3 separate regions of the Mus musculus genome follow, and all the other regions are linked to region 2. Evidence: chromatin contacts called from public Hi-C and Micro-C data. All regions are on one chromosome and are shown on one strand. The core of a region is the stretch at or near the end of the contact, and the rest is flanking DNA. Distances in the headings are between cores, read along the strand shown. Region 1 overlaps Gja1 (gap junction protein, alpha 1). Region 2 has its middle 55 kb from the start of Gm36595. Region 3 has its middle 160 kb from the start of Gm36595.

Region 1 (2,700 bases), core at 194-2,693, 95 kb before region 2:
GAGCCTAAAGGAACTTTGTAGTAACTGGTAATCTGGTAATTTTTGTCCTACTTAACTACACATTAACTCAGAACTTGTATTCTGAGTTTAACAGTCTTTTAGATTGACGAGCAACTTGGATGTTTGCACTAAGATTTTCTTTGAGATACTAGAGGGGGTGAAGGAGTTTTCAGCAGTGCACATGTAACTAATTTATTTGAACTGTAAGCTAAAGACACCTACCAGTTTCTTCAAGTGACTTAAAAAAACTCATCACAGATGATTGAAATGTCGAGTTATCATGTTTCCTCTTGCGCGCCAGCTACACAAGGAGTTTTTGGACAATGAGAAACTAATTTGTTTGACATTCCATGTTAAACTACTGTCATGTTCAGCTTCATTGCATGTAATGTAGACCTAGCCCATCCAATCAATGTGCTCGGGAAAGTGTTCTTTATTCAATAAAATTTTAATTTAGTATAATAAAGATAACCTGCATGTCTTGTGTGATTTAAAAAACAAAAAAAACAAGAAAACTTACCAAATTTATTCAAGATTACCAAAAGTAGATCCCATAATTACAATGTCTTGGGCTAATGAAATCCACTTTTATTTTATTTTCATCTTTTGCTTGCCGGTATCTCTGTGCAATGGTATGTTGCTGCTTGCAGTGGCCAGGAAAAAAAAAAAATTAGTGTCAAATCCCCTAGAGATAGTTGTGAACTGCCATGTGGGTGCTGGGAATCAAATCTGGCTCTTTGAAGAACAGTGTTTTGTTAGTTTGATTTTTAAGGACAAACACCATAAGCATCATTGATTTTGAAATATTGAGGTAATATTTTAACAGGAAATAAAGCATACAAATGTTTAATTGGGAGAACAGTTAAACTCCACACCAGGTCTCACACACTCATAGAATCGAACCTAGAATTTTTTGCCAGCCTCTACATTCTCTTGCCATGGCTTCCTCGATACATGGAGTTGTAGGCCCGAGGTAGTGATTACAGTATTGGGGAAGGTATCTGGGTTGTTGCAGGTGGAGCTAAGACCTCACATATAAGGTAGAGCGTATACCTTAGCACTGAGGTGTGTCCTCATCTGGACTCAACTTTAGTGAGACTTGTTCAGTTGTCCACACCGACAAGCTTGGGGATATTACATTCAGAGAAGGTACTGGATTTTGGTAACTTTTATTAAGGAATTTTGTGAAGACAACATGCTGGTTATTGCAGGCATCTTTAATCCTTCACTCCCAGGTAGAGAGAGATAAATGAATCTCTGAGCTTTGTAAGCAAATGTGGTCTGTGGTGACTTAGACCAGCCAGGGCTACATAGACCAAAAACCAAGCAAACCTAAAGGTCCCAGGAAAAAACAACCTTGTTGGAGGGAAATGAGTCTGGTCAATTGATGACGTTTCAGCCACAAAAATGCAATATCAAGAATAAATAAAATACAAACACCAGTGATATCTCAGCTCATGGACATCTGAGGCAAGACTCAAGGACAAGCCCCACCAACTGAGACAGGGTTGGCAAGATGGCTCAGCCCGTAGAAGTATTTCTTAGAGTCACCTGGAAGGAGAGAACTGACTTCTGAAATGGTAATGTAGGGATTGAGCTGTAACTGCAGAGCTGCTCTTCACAGCCTGTGGGTCACGACCATTAGAAACCATGCGTTTCCGGAAGTCTTAGGATCTAAGACACTGCCCAGCAGCAAAACTAAACAATTATAAAGTAGCTACAAAATAGTTGGGAGTCGCCACACCATGAACTGTATTAAAGGTTTGCATCTTGGGGAAGGTCAAGACTCACTGCTGAAGCCTACATGAAGCCCTGGGTTTGATCTTCACCACTATACAAATGTGGGAAGTAGGTGGAGGACGATCAGAAGTTCAAGGTTTCAGGGGATTGGGGAGGGAGTCATAAAAATAATGCCATTTTAAAATGGCAGAACGGTATCCAGTGTGTTCATATTAATTAAATTACAATAACACTTTTCAAAAAGTTTAGATCATTCTCAGCCACATAAGACTGAAACCCTCTTGGGATATATGAGTATGAGACCCTATTTTCAAAAGAATAAAGCCGAAGAGGACAAAAAAAGACTACTTATGTAAACCACTGTCAACATTTCTCTCGGTGTATTAAAAACTGTAGCTACACTCGGTATATTAAAAACTAGTTACACAGTGAGCCCCAGTCCACATTGACTACACAGTAAGCCCCCTCGAAGCAACTCCCATTGGCTGCATCTCCAGCAGAAGAAAACAGCATACTTACATTGTGTGTACAAAATTTGAACATACAGAAATACATGAAACAGGGTCAAATTTAACGAGCATCTTTTTATACTCCTCAGTGGACATCAGGAAACCTTAATTTGTAGAAGAAACCACTTTATTTTACATATACCCATCAGGTGTTATAAAGTAGAGAATGAATGAATGATTTAGTTCCTGCTCCCAAAAGCATACAAAATTAATCCTTCCAGTTATTGGAACATTTATGTTGTTTATTTTTCTAATATACATATATAGAGAGATGATGTCATTACATTTTCTGTTTGTGTTTTGAGACAGGTAGCCCAGGCTGGGCTGACCTCAGACCTCAAACTTACTATGTAGCTGAGGCTGAATTCCTACCTGACAAGTTTGTAACACCACATCCAAAAAATTCTCTAAACTTTTTTAGGGAGAGACAGAAAAGCCATTTGAAGCCAAA
Region 2 (2,700 bases), core at 40-2,539:
TTAAGATACATACTGGTTGCTGAGTTAGGTATAAAGGGGTGTGTGTGTGTGTGTGTGTGTGTGTGTATGTGTGTGTGTGTATGTGTGTGTGTGTGTGTGTGTGTGTGTGTGTGTGTGTGTGTATGTGTGTGTGTGTAGGGGGGTTACCTGCTGTCCAAACAACACTTCTTCAGCTAAGAGCTGTATATTCAAATTACTACAAGAACATATTGACAATTGGCAAGATGATATAATTTAAGTCAAGAATCCTTGAGAACAGTGAGACTTTCATTAATTTGTCAGACATTTGAAGGCCAGGACCTTGTCTTGTTTGCCCCTGATTTCTTTCTATTTCTTTTTGTTTTTTGAAACAGAGTCTCATCATGTAACCCTGGCTGGCCTTGGACTTGATAAGTGGAGCAAGGTGGCCTCTAAGTAGCAGAAATCAGCCTGCTTGCTGGGATTAAAGTTGTGCTACGCAGTGTCTGCCCACGCTACAGCACCCTTTGTGACAGGGTGTAGACCGGCCGAAACTAATGAGATATCCTGATGCCCCTGCCTCCATTTTCCCACACCCCCTACCCAACCCAACCAGCCAAGAAGCCTGGCCCACCTTTGTTGAAGCCTTTAAAAGGGCTCTCTGTACGTATTTCGGAAAGCTGGAGTGCTGGCAATCAGACTTTCCTCATTCTGGAGTATGAGAGTCACAGAATTTGTGGAAAACATAGACATACAAAAGAAAAGATTTATTGTGGGGATTTGAGTTTATAAAATAACTAGTTTACCTGGAATCAGGAGGTGAAGTCAGGAAGGTTGCAAATTTGACATTAACCTGGAATATACACTGACTGTTTCAAAACAACAAAAACAACCACTGGCCTGGCTGGTAATCCAGCTCAGCCCTAGAGTCGTTGCCCAAAAGATCAAGGACCTAGGTTCCATTCCTAGCACCCACTAACCAACCCCAAAAGAGCAACACAGTGGGAACTGGATTTTCTGCCTGGTGCTGGAGTCTGAATTTTTTAAGGGAGGCAGTGAGGAGGGCTGGGTGAGTATGAAGTGGGAGGTTCAAGGAAAACCCAGAGTCTTTGAAGCTTGACTGGAAACCACAATGAAGGAACAGAACTTCTGTCTGTCTGCCTCCAGGCCTCTAACGCTTAGGCTGGGGACACTGCGCAAGAGAAACTAGTGTCTTGTATGTCTAGGAGGTAAGGAAAAAAAACAAACCGCACTTGGCTCAGAAGTCAGAGAAAGTGAATCATGAGCTCCACTACTCACAGCACCAAGAGGTCCCAGCTGCAGCCCCACCCGACTCTGACTCTGCCGGCAACCGACTGTGAGTCAGCAGATAGGCAGTGCTAGAGGGGCTGCCTCATTCCTGCACCAACTTCCTGAGGAATGTTTGCACCTTCTTTTCTGTGTTCTAAACCTTTTGAAAACTATTTTCATGGCTCACATTAGCTCTGAATGACACAGAAGTGGGGAGGTCAACAACCGAAGCTCTTACTTAGGCAAACTGATATAACACAAATAATAATAATAACAATAGCTATTATTATTACCATTATTATTCCTGTCTAACCTTCTGTCAGGCTAGCATCCTTTCACATCTTTTAATGATGCTTAACTTCCAAATAAAGACAAACAGGAAATACTACCTCAGGCTAACATAACAAAAGCAACCCTCACACACATGAAAACATCCAGAAACTGACAGTGATCCTGTCCTAGGAGAAATAGATGGAGCCCTGGAAGATAGAGGAGGTATTCAACAGACATTTGCATTCCCTCTTTTAACTGTTATTAACAGCAATGCAGGAGTTAGAGCTTCAAGCCGATCTCTAGAGAATATATACAGAGCACTTTGGCCCTATACCTAGCAGAGGAACTCTTGGGTGTGGTAGGTAGCCTATGCCTGTAACCCTAGCACCTGAAATCCAGAGGAGGCTTTGAGTTAGAGGCTAGCCTGGACTTAACGGTGCGTTCACAAATAGACTAAGCCACAGTATGAGACTCTCTTAAAATACAATCAAACAAACAAAGGAAAGCAATGGGCTGAGGGAAGAAGAAATTCGCCAGGTTTGGAACAGGGACGGTTCTTTTCAAACAACTGACTTTTATTTTGTGTGTGTTTGACTGCATATATGCATGTGTACCTCATATTTGCCACACTTGCTCATGGAAGCTAGGCGAGGATATCAGATCTTCTGAAAGTGGAGTTAAAGACAGCATTGAGCTGCTGTGTGGATACTGGAAATTCAACCCAGGTCCTCTGCAAGAGCAGTAAGAACTCCTAACCACTGAGCCATCTCTCCATACATATGGATCTTGTATACTCCATTCCATAAAATCCCAAGACTTCTTTCCCTTTCAAAATGGGGATATTTGGGGTGGCGGGGTGGGGGGGACTAAAGATATTGCTCCATTGGTAGAAGGCTTGTCTAGTACACATAAGGCCTACGGTTTGATCAGCAGCACCACACAAACTAGGCACAGTGGGACATGTTTGTAATCCTGGCACTCAACAGGCAGAGGCAGAATCTGCAGTTCAAGACATTCTTGACTGTGTAATGAGTTTGAGGTTACCCTGGGAAACATGAGACCCTGTCTCAAAAATAAGGTACATTTTTGCTCAGGCCTAGAATTTAATTTGAGGTTCATGGCTCCAGAGGGTTAGTGTCCATGGACCTCATGGTTGAGACCATGATGGCAGGAAGGCAG
Region 3 (2,700 bases), core at 21-2,520, 110 kb after region 2:
AATAGAAATAGGTGAATATAGAGAGACTCAAATCACTTAAACTGAGTAAAATTTAAATACCTTTGACTACTCAGTGTTTACTTTCTAAATAACAAATATAGACATATTTCCATGAAGTACTTTATGGGTATAAACCTAGGCAGCATTTGCTCTTTCCCATTTTACATTGTACAACCGAGAATGCACAATGGCTGAACTCCCACTTAGTAAGACCTGTAAGAATGGCAGGTATCCATATTATTTCACCCAGCAATTCAACTTATAGGCTCCTCTCCTGCAAATATACTGGCATAAAATGATTCTTATGTAAAGTAATTCACTGAAGTGTTACTTACAGTAATAAAAATTTAAAATTACTACTAATAAGAGACCAGGTAACTAAATCAACGTGTTTCTATGTTATGCACTGTTCTAAGCAAAGAAAATGACCTATGAAGGGCCAGGACAGAAAATTATCATTCAAGTTTTTACCATTTGTATCCTAAAAATCAGAACTATGGTAACCAGATGTGATGGCACACATCTGTAATCCCACCACTCAGGAAGTCAAAGTTGGAGATTCACTGTGAATCAGAGACCAGCCTGGACCACAGAGTGAGATCCTGGGTTTTGGTTGTTACTGTTGTTGTTTTGGTGATATGGTTTCCTCTGTTTAGCATTGGCTGTCCTGGAACTCATTCTATAGACCAGTTTGGCCACAAATTTAATGATCTGTCTGCTTCATCCTCTTGAGTGCTGAGATTAAAGGTGTGTATCAACACAGCATAAGTGTATGCCTGATATGTGAAATCTTATCTCAGCACAAAACAAAAGGAAGCCTAGAAAGAATTCTGTAACTAACAGTTCATGAGCTTCTGGTGCAATTCAGCATCTTAATTTCAAATAAGGAAGAGGAACACAATGTTGCACCCATGACATGGGGTTCTCCAGCTGGGCTGTAGTGTAGTGGTGGAGAGCTTGCCCAGCATGTACACTGGGTGAGTGGATAAGTAACCAAACCCAGTTGCCTATCTCTTAGTTTAATGATTAGTAATTTGCTTCCATTCAAGTCCAACTCTACAATACAGAAAAAGTTCTAGGTTATCTGAATAGTGTGCAAAGAAATCAACTAAGGAAAGAACCCAAAATTTATAGTGTATTTTAACTTCAGACTAGACTTTGCAATCCTCCTGAAAGTATTTGGAAAATGTAGCCATGCCTTGTCTGTGACTATGCTAATTATGTCTGCACCTCATGGTTTGGCCTTGAGTAGTTATCTTTAACAGTGAGGACAGAAATCAGTCTTCTTACTACTCGCTCTGTCTTCAGGGTCTTACATCTCTGGGTTAAGATGCTTAAGGTCAGAAAAGATAGCTGCATCTGTGGAACAAACATTTTTCTCTGTTCCACACAGAGTGATATTGTTTCCTTTAAGACATGGGTCCAAACTTCCTGAACATTAGCTTTCTTTTTTTTTTTCCTGTCTGTATTACTTCCTTTCAGATTGTGCCTTGGTTATATGTTATATCAACATTTAGAATTATAATATACATTGTAATTGATGTATTGTACCCTTTCTTTCAATCAAATTATATATAGCAACAAAGTATCTGCAACAGGATGAAAAATCTATTAAATGATTTAGGAAAAATTCTTCCTTAGGGTGCATAGACTGTGGAAGAAATATGAGGAAAATATCAAAGTAGCCTTTGTAAACTACGTATAAAACCATGTGTGGTGACACAAACCTTTAATCCCAGCACCTAGGAGGCAGAAGCAGGCCCATCTATCACTATGATTTTGATGCCAACTTGGTTTACATAGCAAGTTCCAGAATAGCCAGAGACACATAGAGAAACTCTGTCTCAGAAACAAACAACAAACAAAAGTACCCAACAACATAAAAAAAAAACCCACTAAAAGGAAAAAAGAACATTTATGGATTCTTGTTTTTAACCACATATTATATCCATTATGTAACACACAAAATTAGAGGGAAGTTTTGTACTTATACAATTTTTGTACTTATGTCACATGGCTGCATTTATTTGATAGACAGACATAGTAAGTGATAGCAATATGGTAACATCACTGAGTCCAGGTGGGAAGGGTTAGGAGGATGGCATTGGATGACACGTTAAGCTTTGCTATACATTCGATATTTTTCATTCAATAAAGAACTGAAAAAGACTTGGTTTACTGAATTCTATATTCAAGTGTTAGGTGGATACTAGAAAAACTGACTATGTAAACTGTGTTTGGTGGTATATGGACTCACATCACTTGGGAGTATAGGAAGAAAGGCTGTCAGTTCAAGACAAACCTAAGTTACAAATCTGAGTCTCTGTCTCAAAAGAAAAAAAAACATACTCTCATGATAATTGTATGGAAAATAATGACGTTGGAAGATAACTTGAACAAAATAAAACTTTCAATATATACATTTTTATATTCTTGTACATGCTATAAGCACAGTTTCTAAAGAATGACTCCTAATACCTTAATATAGGTAGGAAAGAAAAAACTTCAGACTCTGGATAATTGGAAATTTGCTAAGAAAATATTGTGACTGGCATGATGGCTCAGGAGATAAAGGGATTTACTACCAATACTGAAGATCTAAGTTCCATCCTTGGGCCCTCCCTAGCCAAAGGATAGAAATGACTCTCTAAGTCATCCTCTGGCCTCCACACACCCATAAAGGACTGTGAACACATACAA

The links. A called contact is a pair of places that touch in the nucleus more often than the background predicts.
Region 1: a contact with region 2 is called in a Micro-C map of granulosa cells, with 4 times the contacts expected there. The contact joins two enhancer-like sites. A contact is called at or near these places in 24 of 484 Hi-C or Micro-C datasets (the CH12 cell line, the MC3T3-E1 cell line, the Patski cell line and 15 more), 5 of 115 datasets of contacts at active chromatin or transcription factors (Th17 cells, embryonic stem cells, epiblast stem cells and 2 more) and 2 of 9 other capture datasets (adipose tissue and liver).
Region 3: a Hi-C map of granulosa cells shows a contact between it and region 2, with 2.1 times the contacts expected there. The contact joins two enhancer-like sites. A contact is called at or near these places in 7 of 484 Hi-C or Micro-C datasets (Sertoli cells, embryonic fibroblasts, epidermal suprabasal cells and 3 more) and 1 of 9 other capture datasets (bone marrow-derived macrophages).

The regions. Positions count from the first base shown.
Region 1 is chr10:56,389,953-56,392,652 of GRCm38.p6, forward strand. Gja1 (gap junction protein, alpha 1) reads left to right here. Exons shown (of 2, transcript NM_010288.3): 2 at 1-467. Among named protein-coding and RNA genes, the nearest start is that of Gm36460, 3.8 kb to the right of the region's middle. Within about 2 kb of position 1,444, at least 3 of the 459 cell types and tissues checked have an H3K27ac peak or open chromatin away from gene starts, as enhancers often do. A contact at or near this core is called in granulosa cells, where this site is marked.
Region 2 is chr10:56,485,517-56,488,216 of GRCm38.p6, forward strand. No RefSeq gene overlaps it. Among named protein-coding and RNA genes, the nearest start is that of Gm36595, 55 kb to the left of the region's middle. Within about 2 kb of position 1,290, at least 136 of the 459 cell types and tissues checked have an H3K27ac peak or open chromatin away from gene starts, as enhancers often do. A contact at or near this core is called in Sertoli cells and granulosa cells, where this site is marked.
Region 3 is chr10:56,592,396-56,595,095 of GRCm38.p6, forward strand. No RefSeq gene overlaps it. Among named protein-coding and RNA genes, the nearest start is that of Gm36595, 160 kb to the left of the region's middle. Within about 2 kb of position 1,271, at least 3 of the 459 cell types and tissues checked have an H3K27ac peak or open chromatin away from gene starts, as enhancers often do. A contact at or near this core is called in Sertoli cells and granulosa cells, where this site is marked.